2 separate regions of the Oryctolagus cuniculus genome follow, and region 1 is linked to region 2. A link is a contact called in public Hi-C data. All regions are on one chromosome and are shown on one strand. The core of a region is the stretch at or near the end of the contact, and the rest is flanking DNA. Distances in the headings are between cores, read along the strand shown. Region 1 overlaps ERC1 (ELKS/RAB6-interacting/CAST family member 1). Region 2 overlaps B4GALNT3 (beta-1,4-N-acetyl-galactosaminyltransferase 3).

The links. A called contact is a pair of places that touch in the nucleus more often than the background predicts.
Region 1: a Hi-C map of an unstated tissue shows a contact between it and region 2, with 4 times the contacts expected there. The contact joins two enhancer-like sites. A contact is called at or near these places in 3 of 6 Hi-C or Micro-C datasets (ear pinna, psoas muscle and an unstated tissue).

The regions. Positions count from the first base shown.
Region 1 is chr9:98,911,024-98,915,183 of mOryCun1.1, forward strand. All of the region lies in intron 3 of ERC1 (ELKS/RAB6-interacting/CAST family member 1), which reads left to right. Among named protein-coding and RNA genes, the nearest start is that of ERC1, 100 kb to the left of the region's middle. Within about 2 kb of position 2,123, at least 2 of the 8 cell types and tissues checked have an H3K27ac peak or open chromatin away from gene starts, as enhancers often do.
Region 2 is chr9:98,383,120-98,387,202 of mOryCun1.1, forward strand. It overlaps B4GALNT3 (beta-1,4-N-acetyl-galactosaminyltransferase 3), which reads left to right. Exons shown (of 22, transcript XM_070049246.1): 22 at 1-886. All of the region lies in intron 1 of NINJ2 (ninjurin 2), which reads right to left. Among named protein-coding and RNA genes, the nearest start is that of NINJ2, 95 kb to the right of the region's middle. Within about 2 kb of position 2,037, at least 6 of the 8 cell types and tissues checked have an H3K27ac peak or open chromatin away from gene starts, as enhancers often do.

The DNA of each region.
Region 1 (4,160 bases), core at 873-3,372, 530 kb after region 2:
CCCTAATGCAGTCCTGTTCATTTTGTCATTAACTTCCATTGAAATACATTGTTAGTATTTCTCATGTTAACTTTAGTTGTCAGTATGTCTTTAGAAATATTCTGTCAGTCACCATTAACCAAAGTTATCAGATTTAGAAAAAGTTTTGAAAACACTTTGTAACTTTAAAATCTGTGTTAAAGGGGCTGGCATTGTGGTGCAGCGTGTTAAGCTGCTGCCTTCAATGCCAGCATCCCATATCAGAGTGCCTAGAGGAGTCCCAGCTGCTCTGCCTCCAATCCAGCTTCCTTCTTTGTGGGGAGCAACTGGGAGCAACTCGGACTAGACTAAGTTACTGGAATTAAGACTTATTCTATGCATCTGCTTTCCCACAATATGGCGCTGAGAAGGGAAACAGCTTCTACACAGCTGCCTCCAGTTCAACCAATAAACTGTGGGACCTGCTCCTGATTGGAGGAGAGCAGCGTACTCGGCGTGTGGGTAGCAGAGTTGGGATTGGTGGAAGAGGACTATAAAGGAGGAGAGAGACGGCATGCACCAGGAACATCTAAGGGGAACATCTAAGGGAGCACCTGTGCAGCCCCCGAGAGAGCCGGTCGGCGGTGTGCCGCTCCCCTGCGGAAGTGGGGAATGTGGCCAGGGGGAACTGCCCTTCCACGGAGGTGGAAGGGATAGTAGCCAACCCGGGAAGAACCAGCAGCAAACCCGGGGAGGGCCGAGCAGACGAAAGAACAGCGCAGGGTCCTGTGTCGTTCCTCCACGAAGAGGGGGAGCGACATATTGGTGCCGTGACTCGGATATGAAGCCTAGGCAGGGCTTAGTGTCGTTCCTCCATGAAGAGGGGGAGCGACACTTCTTAATGCACCTAGGAAAGCAGTGGATGAGGACTCAAGTAATTGGGCCCCTGCCACCCATGTGGGAAAACCTACATGGAATCTCTGGCTCTTGACTTCTGCCTACCTCAGACCTGGCTGTGGGACCATCTGGGGAGGGAACCAGCAGATGAAGATCTCTTTCCTTCTGTCTTGGTTCTCTGCCTTTCAAGTAAATAAAATAGATCTTGGGCCGGCGCTGCGGCTCACTAGGCTAATCCTCCGCCTTGCGGCGCTAGCACACCGGGTTCTAGTCCCGGCCGGGGCGCTGGATTCTGTCCTGGTTGCCCCTCTTCCAGGCCAGCTCTCTGCTGTGGCCAGGGAGTGCGTGGAAGATGGCCCAAGTTCTTGGGCCCTGCACCCCATGGGAGACCAGGATAAGTACCTGGCTCCTGCCATCGGATCAGCGCGGTGCGCCGGCTGTGGCGGCCATTGGAGGGTGAACCAACGGCAAAAGGAAGACCTTTCTCTCTGTCTCTCTTTCTCACTGTCCACTCTGCCTGTCAAAAAATTTTAAAAAAGTAAAAAAAAATAGATCTTAAGAAGAAAAAAAATCTTCATTTAAATAAATTGAAAATAAAAAAGCCATCTTGCAATCAGTTTCACATTAAAAAAAAATTGATAAAACTTTGTTTCCTGATTTATTTGGAAGAATTTCTCCCCATTTATTTCCAGGACATAAAGCAGTGGTGAGTCCAGCATTAGATACTAACATGAAAGGACATTGGTGGCCGGTGCTGCGGCTCACTAGGCTAATCCTCCGCCTGCGGCGCTGGCACACCCGGGTTCTAGTCCCGATTGGGGTGTCGGTTCTGTCCCGGCTGCCCCCCTTCCAGTCCAGCTCTCTGCTGTGGCCCAGGAGTGCAGTGGAGGATGGCCCAAGTGCTTGGGCCCTGCAACCATATGGGAGACCAGGAGGAAGCACCTGGCTCCAGGCTTCGGATCAGTGCAGTGTGCTGGCCGTAGCGGCCATTTGTGGGGTGAACTAATGGAAGGAAGACTTTTCTTTCTGTCTCTCTCACTAACTATTCCTGTCCAAAAAAAAAAAAAAAGGGCATTGGTTTCTGTGACATCTGTGATTAGTTTCTTAGTTCGTTTATAAACATGCTTCTACAGATAGCAGGTAAATCCTTTCCTCCAAGGAGGAAAACTAAAATTTTCCGAAGTATCGTATTTTCTGTTTGTGTTGAAACTACATTATTGTGAGACTATTAGATTTCGTATGGTTTTGCTGTAGCGGTTTTCCTTTGGTTGATGGAGGAGTGAGGACATCTGTTGGACAAATGCCGAATTACAGGCAAGCCTTGGGTAGTGCTTAGTAGTGTTTGAGGTGTTGTTGTTGGTGTTTTTTGTTTTTTTTTTTTTGGACAGGCAGAGTTAGAGAGAGAGAGAGAGAGAGAGAGAGAAAGTAAGTTCTTCCTTCTGTTGGTTCACCCCCCAAACGGCCACTATGGCTGGCGCACTGCGCCGATCCGGAGCCAGGAGCCGGGTGCTTCCTCCTGGTCTCCCATGCAGGTGCAGGACCCAAGCACTTGGGCCATCCTCCACTGCCTTCCTGGACCACAGCAGACAGCTGGATTGGAGGAGGAGCAACCAGGACAGAATTTGGTGCTCCAACCGGGACTAGAACCCAGGGTGCCGGCGCTGTAGGCGGAGGTTTAGCCAAGTGAGCTGTGGTGCCTGCCAGTAGTCTTTGAGTTTTAATAAGCTTTGCAGGTGATTCCATTATATACCAAAGCTTGAGTCCTTTGGTTCAAACTTTGGTTCTCATTCTGTTAGTAAAGGTTGTGTAAGCTGTCCATAAAAGTTTTAGATCTTTAATACATATGTGTACCAAGCTTTGTCTAAAGGCCAGCTACAACATTTCAAACCTGTATGTGCTACTTAAAAAAAAAATGTAAGTTGTTGCTTTTGTGATAATGAAAAATAATTGTTTTAAAACATTATTTGATTCTGTTGCTAGTTTTTGTTCTTTTTAATATTTCAGTCACCAAACCTTGTTAGTATAACAGCTGTCATGTAAGGATGTGCAGGGGTTAAAAGTGCTAATATTGAATAAATTCTAGGCCAGGGATTCTGAATCTAAGCAGAACACCTGAGGAATGTCTCTCAGTATTATGGCAATTGGAAGGTACGAACTGAGGAGATTTGGAAAAGGAAGATAAGGGGATGCACAAAGAGAGAAAAATAGTTAAAATAGATAGTGAATAGGAGGAATTAAAAAAGGGAAAGATGTTCCCAGTTAGTTTATATTTTGCAATGATTTCTGAAAATGAGAACAGTTGCATACCATGCAACCACATGTTTATGTGGTTCTTCCTCCACTTTCCATTGTGCCATTTGTCCTTAAAGTCCATTTTCACAAGAAGATGCCTTTTCTCAGCTTAGTGCTATTACTGGAGATGGTGAAGGGTTAAAGTACACTGTTGTTTGACTTGGGCTGAGTTAAGATACTGAAAAATCTTTGAGGGTTCTTTCTATTTATCTTCCCCCTTTTTATGTGTGTCTCCTGTGTGCTGTGAGTACAGTTAACCTAGAACTTGTTTGGGAGGTTGAATCTGTGAAGAATGTTTGCAGACAGCTGGGTTCTTCTGTCCTTGAGTCAAGGATGCTGAAGCCTGAAAAAGAAAAGAACTGCTCGAGAAAAGCAGAAACTTGAAATTTTGCTTTGATTTAAAAAAATAAAGATTTACTTATTGTTTTGAAACACAGAGTTAGAGAGAGAGAGATTGAGAGAGAGCAAGAGAGCATCAGCCAGGGCTGAGCCAGATGCCAGAAACTACATCTGAGTCACTTAGGTGGGTGGCAGGGGCCAGCACTTGGGCCATCTTCCACAGCTTTTCCAGGTGCGATAGCAGGGATCTGAATTGGAAGTATAGCGGCTGGGATTTGAACTGGTGCTCATATGGGTGCTGACATTGCAGGTGGCTCCTTAACCCACTGTACCACCATGTTGATCCCCATGAGTTGTATTTTTAACTCTAAACATTGCTCTTTAGTAAATTAATGAAAGAATATTAACACCTTTTCTATTGCCAATCATGATTGATCATTTAACAAGATCTGGATAATCCTGCTTGTAATTTTTTTTTTGTATGTGAAATTTTTCAGGCCAATAGGCATGATGTAAAATGAGCAGATAGCATATTCTCCTCCTTAGACTTGTTTGAACAGTCATTCATTTCTGTTTGCAAAGTCACCTCTCTATTAATAGTGCATGAGTCAATGACTTGATGTACTCATTGGGAAAGGAGAGTTTATCAGCTTACTGACTATAAGATATGTTCA
Region 2 (4,083 bases), core at 787-3,286:
TTCTTGGTAATATAATCCCAGCATTAAAAACCATCTTTGGTAATGCATTCATACTACTTGAGGGTACTTCAAAAGGATTGTGGGAAAATATAATTAAAATACAAGTTTATTTTGGGGTAAAAATTTTGGAAATCTATTGTGGCGGAATGAGAAGGTGAGAAGGTCATGCCAAGATGGCCGCTAACAACAGAAACTGCGTGGCAACAGGCCATGATTGGATGGTTTCGGAAACTGCCTGGCAACAGAACCTGACTGGCAACAGGCTGTGATTGGATGGCTTTGGAAACTGCCTGGCAACAGGCTGTGACTGGTTAGGGCATAGACCACCCCTTGACCAGATTGGCTGCCTTGGCTATATAAGCAGCTGCAGCAACTGAAATAAACGAGTCTGCGGGCTGCTGGCCTCAAGCCTGCTTTCACCAGACTCCCGGGGTCTGTGTGGTGACTCCACGCCTCTTGCCCCCACCACGCTCTTCCTCTCAGGAACAAATCCACAGTAACATCCTATGAGGAGTTTTTTTTACAAAAATTGATTTTCCATGAACTTTTTGAAGACCTTTCATCTGTACATCCTTTCATTACACATCAGGGAAGTAAAGCCTCCACCTGTGCCCATCCCATAGGGGCACTGGTTCAAGTCCTGGCTGCTCCACTTCCGATCCAGCTCCCTGCTGATGTACTTGGGAAAGCACAGGTGCTTGGGCTTCTGCACCCATGTGGGAGACCTAGAAGAAGCCCTGGCTCCTGGCTTCGGCCTGGCCCAGCCCCAGCCGTAGTGGCCATTTGGGGAGTGAACCAGCAGATGGAAGATCTGTCTCTCTCTGTTTTCTCCTCTCTCTGTGTAACTCTGACTTTCAAATAAATAAATAAATATTTTAAAAAATCATGAACATATTTCACTGGACTAATACATATCATAAAATATACAAAAGAAACTTTGAGATTACATAAAAATTAACATATATACAAGTTTAATTTTCTTATCATATCGCAAAAGCCAATCTTGCGGACCCCTCATTGGAGACCTCTGCTGGGCCAACAGCAGGGGTGTCTGCCCCTGGCCCTTCGAAGCTCAGCCTGAAGTCTCCACCGACCTCAGCAGCATTCCCAGGCTCCAGGGTCAAGCCTGAGCTGCGTGTGGGGCGCAGACTCAGCCTGGGCATCCCTCGGCCCAACGCAGGGCAGGTCCCTGCACGTGACCTGGTCATTATCAGCATTTCATGGGAACCCCCTTTCTGGGCAGGGTAGGACTCATTGAGCCTGGGGGTACGTGGGACCAGGAGACTGCAGGGAACCCCTTGTGTGACAGGCTGTGCATCCATGTCCCTTGGTGCCTGTGCTGTGTCACCTGCCCATTCTGCCCCTCCCCCAGGTCGCTGGTTGGCACTGACCCGTCTGGTGGGTGGTCACTCACACCAGGCTCTGTCCAGATACAGCTGTGGCCCCAGCCTCCCTGCCCCTGATGCACCCCACAGCTATCAGCGTGTCCAGTGGTCACCAGCTTGGCACTGTCTCCCCCCGCCAGATGGGCTCTCAGTTCAAATCCGACAAACCCGTCTCGCCCGGAGGAGGCTCCTTCTCCAAGGAGCTGCATGTCAGTGGCCAGCAGATCCCGGGCCTCCAGGGCTTTGATCTGAGTGCTGAATGGCAGGGCCAGAGGCGGGTGGGGGCCTTGGGGCCTTGGCAGTCTTCCTAGGGGGGCTGAGAGTGGGTTCCGGCAGAGCTGGGTGGGGCTTGGAGCTACATTCTCACAGACGATGCAGGATTCACAGCGGCCTTCGGAGGCGGAGGCGCAGGCCTCCGCCTCTCCTCCCTGAATGTGGGGCCTGGTCTGGGCTCCAGTTTTGCTGGATGTCAATTCAGGGCTGCTTTGAGCTGAGCCCGCCCTTTCAGGGCCTGCATTGGGTGGGTGGCATAGGCTAGGCACTCGTCTCCTGGAGGTGTCACTTCTCCCAGTGTCCACATGGTGGCATGCGGGGCCCAGAGATGTGCCCTGGGCACTGGCTGCCAGCTGGAGTTTCTCCACCAGGAATCCACACCCAGGGCAGGATGGGATGCAGCCTGGACTGCCTGGAGGCCCCGGGCCGGGAGCTTGGTGCACAGGCCTGGAGCGGTCCACCTGGGATCCACCAAGCGCGTGTGCCTTACGAGAGGCTACGAGTCAGCCAACGCTGAAGTGAGGCCCAGTGCGGTGGGGTGAGGTGGTGGTTAGGAGGGAGCCCGCTTCAAGGCCCTGGCCAGAGTGCCTTGGAAAGGGTCACTGGGTAGTAGCTTCTGTAAAAGCAAGGACAGAGTTTTCTTAATCCTGCTGGGCCAGTTTAGGTGCAGCCCGCTCAGAGGCAGAGGGATGACTTAAATGGCCTAGTGCCCCTCCCTGATAGCCTGAGGACTGCATTAGATCAACCCTGAAATCCTGTAGGATGCCATCCTCCTTACCCACAGCCCCGAGACTGGGGGCAACGCAGTGGGGGTGGGCAAGGTAGCCTTTGCTCCCGCCTCAGAGGAGCTGGCCCTTTAAGGCCAGGCCCAGGCACGTCAGGCACAAAGGCCCGGGAATGTGGGCTGGGCCGCAGCAGCCGCAGTCTGAGTCATTCCGGGCCTGGGATCTGGGCTCTCCCTCTCCAGCTCTCCGGCCCTCCCTGGGCTGCCTGCGCGCCCACCTCTGACCCCGGCCCCTGCCAGCCCGCGGTCCCTCTCAGCACAGGGGTCGGGGGGCCGCAGTCTGGTCCCTACGGCTGTGAAGCAGAGGAAGAGCAGGTCTCTGGGGGAGCAGAAGCTCTGGGGCCGCTGAATGACACTTTGTTCCTCCCCTCCGGGAAGGAGCCACGCGGAGCTCTCCCCAGCCTGAGTCACTCTCAAAGGCCCTCTGTGTCCCGGTGGCTCCACTTGACCTTCGACCTTCACGCAAGACCCCCCAGGGACGCCCTGAGGAAAGGCACCCTTGCACCCCCTGCCAACCAGTGCTGCCTCGGGGGCTCTGAAGATGGCGCAGGGGTGGGGCGTGGGGGGCCGGCGGCCGTGGGTTTGATGCTGCGGCTGTGGACACCACAGGCCCACTCCAGCAGTTTCCCAGCTTCCCCCAGCGCCACCCCGTCCCTCCCTCTTTCTCACCCCTCCCCACCCCCACCCAGGCCCTCTTGCTGAGTGGCAGCTCCCACTCAGGGACAGCCTCTGTCCCTGGAAGTCCCCATGGCTCCATTGTTCCACCGGCGATCGTAGACCCCCTTAAACTTTGCTGGCCTATGTTTTTGTCTCTTTATGAAACTGAACTTGGGTCAGAGAGGAAGGAATGTTCCCCAACAGGAGGGCAAACTCATTTGCACACTGTGTTGACACTAACGGTCAGTGGGGACTGTCCGTCTTCCCTGGAAACACGGCACAGGGCTGTGCTCCCAGAAGGTCCTGGGGGCGGGGCAACCTCGGAGGCCTATTAACTGTCCACCACTCAGTGCACTTGGGACCCAGAGCCGTGGTGGGCGCGACAGTGAGGGGCTGAGTGGTGAGCACTGGTGGCAGCCTGGCCCCAGGTGCAAGACCCTGGCTCTGTTCCCAGCGGCAGGTGGTGAGCAGTGCCCCTCACTGGGCTCCTTTTATTACCTGTGAGATCCAGCAGGTACAGACAGAGGGATCTGGGAGTGGGGACCCCTGATCCCAGGCTGAAGGGAGGGGCTAGAGGCTGAGGGTGAGCCCTCCCAGAGGCGGAGCTCGGGAACTGTGGGGCCAGGCCTGGGGGCAGAGGCAGTGAGTCACTGGGGCAGGCAGCTCACCTGCACAGGTGACCCTCAGTGAGTCATCCCTGGGAGAGCCGCATGAGAGCCTTCCTGGTGTCTGCTCCAACTTGGGGCGGCAACCAAGGTAGGCCGGAGCGGCAGTGGCTGTGGCCCTTCCACTGGCTCAGGAGGGCCGAGCCCCCGGGACAGCCAGGCCTCACCAGAGCAAGAGATGGGGCCAGCTGATAGCCCAGAGGGAAAGGGCGGGAACCTGCCCGGGAGTGATTTCCTCCAATGAATGGATTTGGGTGACCCACTCTGCCAGTGGCTTTTAATTAGGTGTCCAAGGTCTTTACCCCTGTCAGAGACCAGC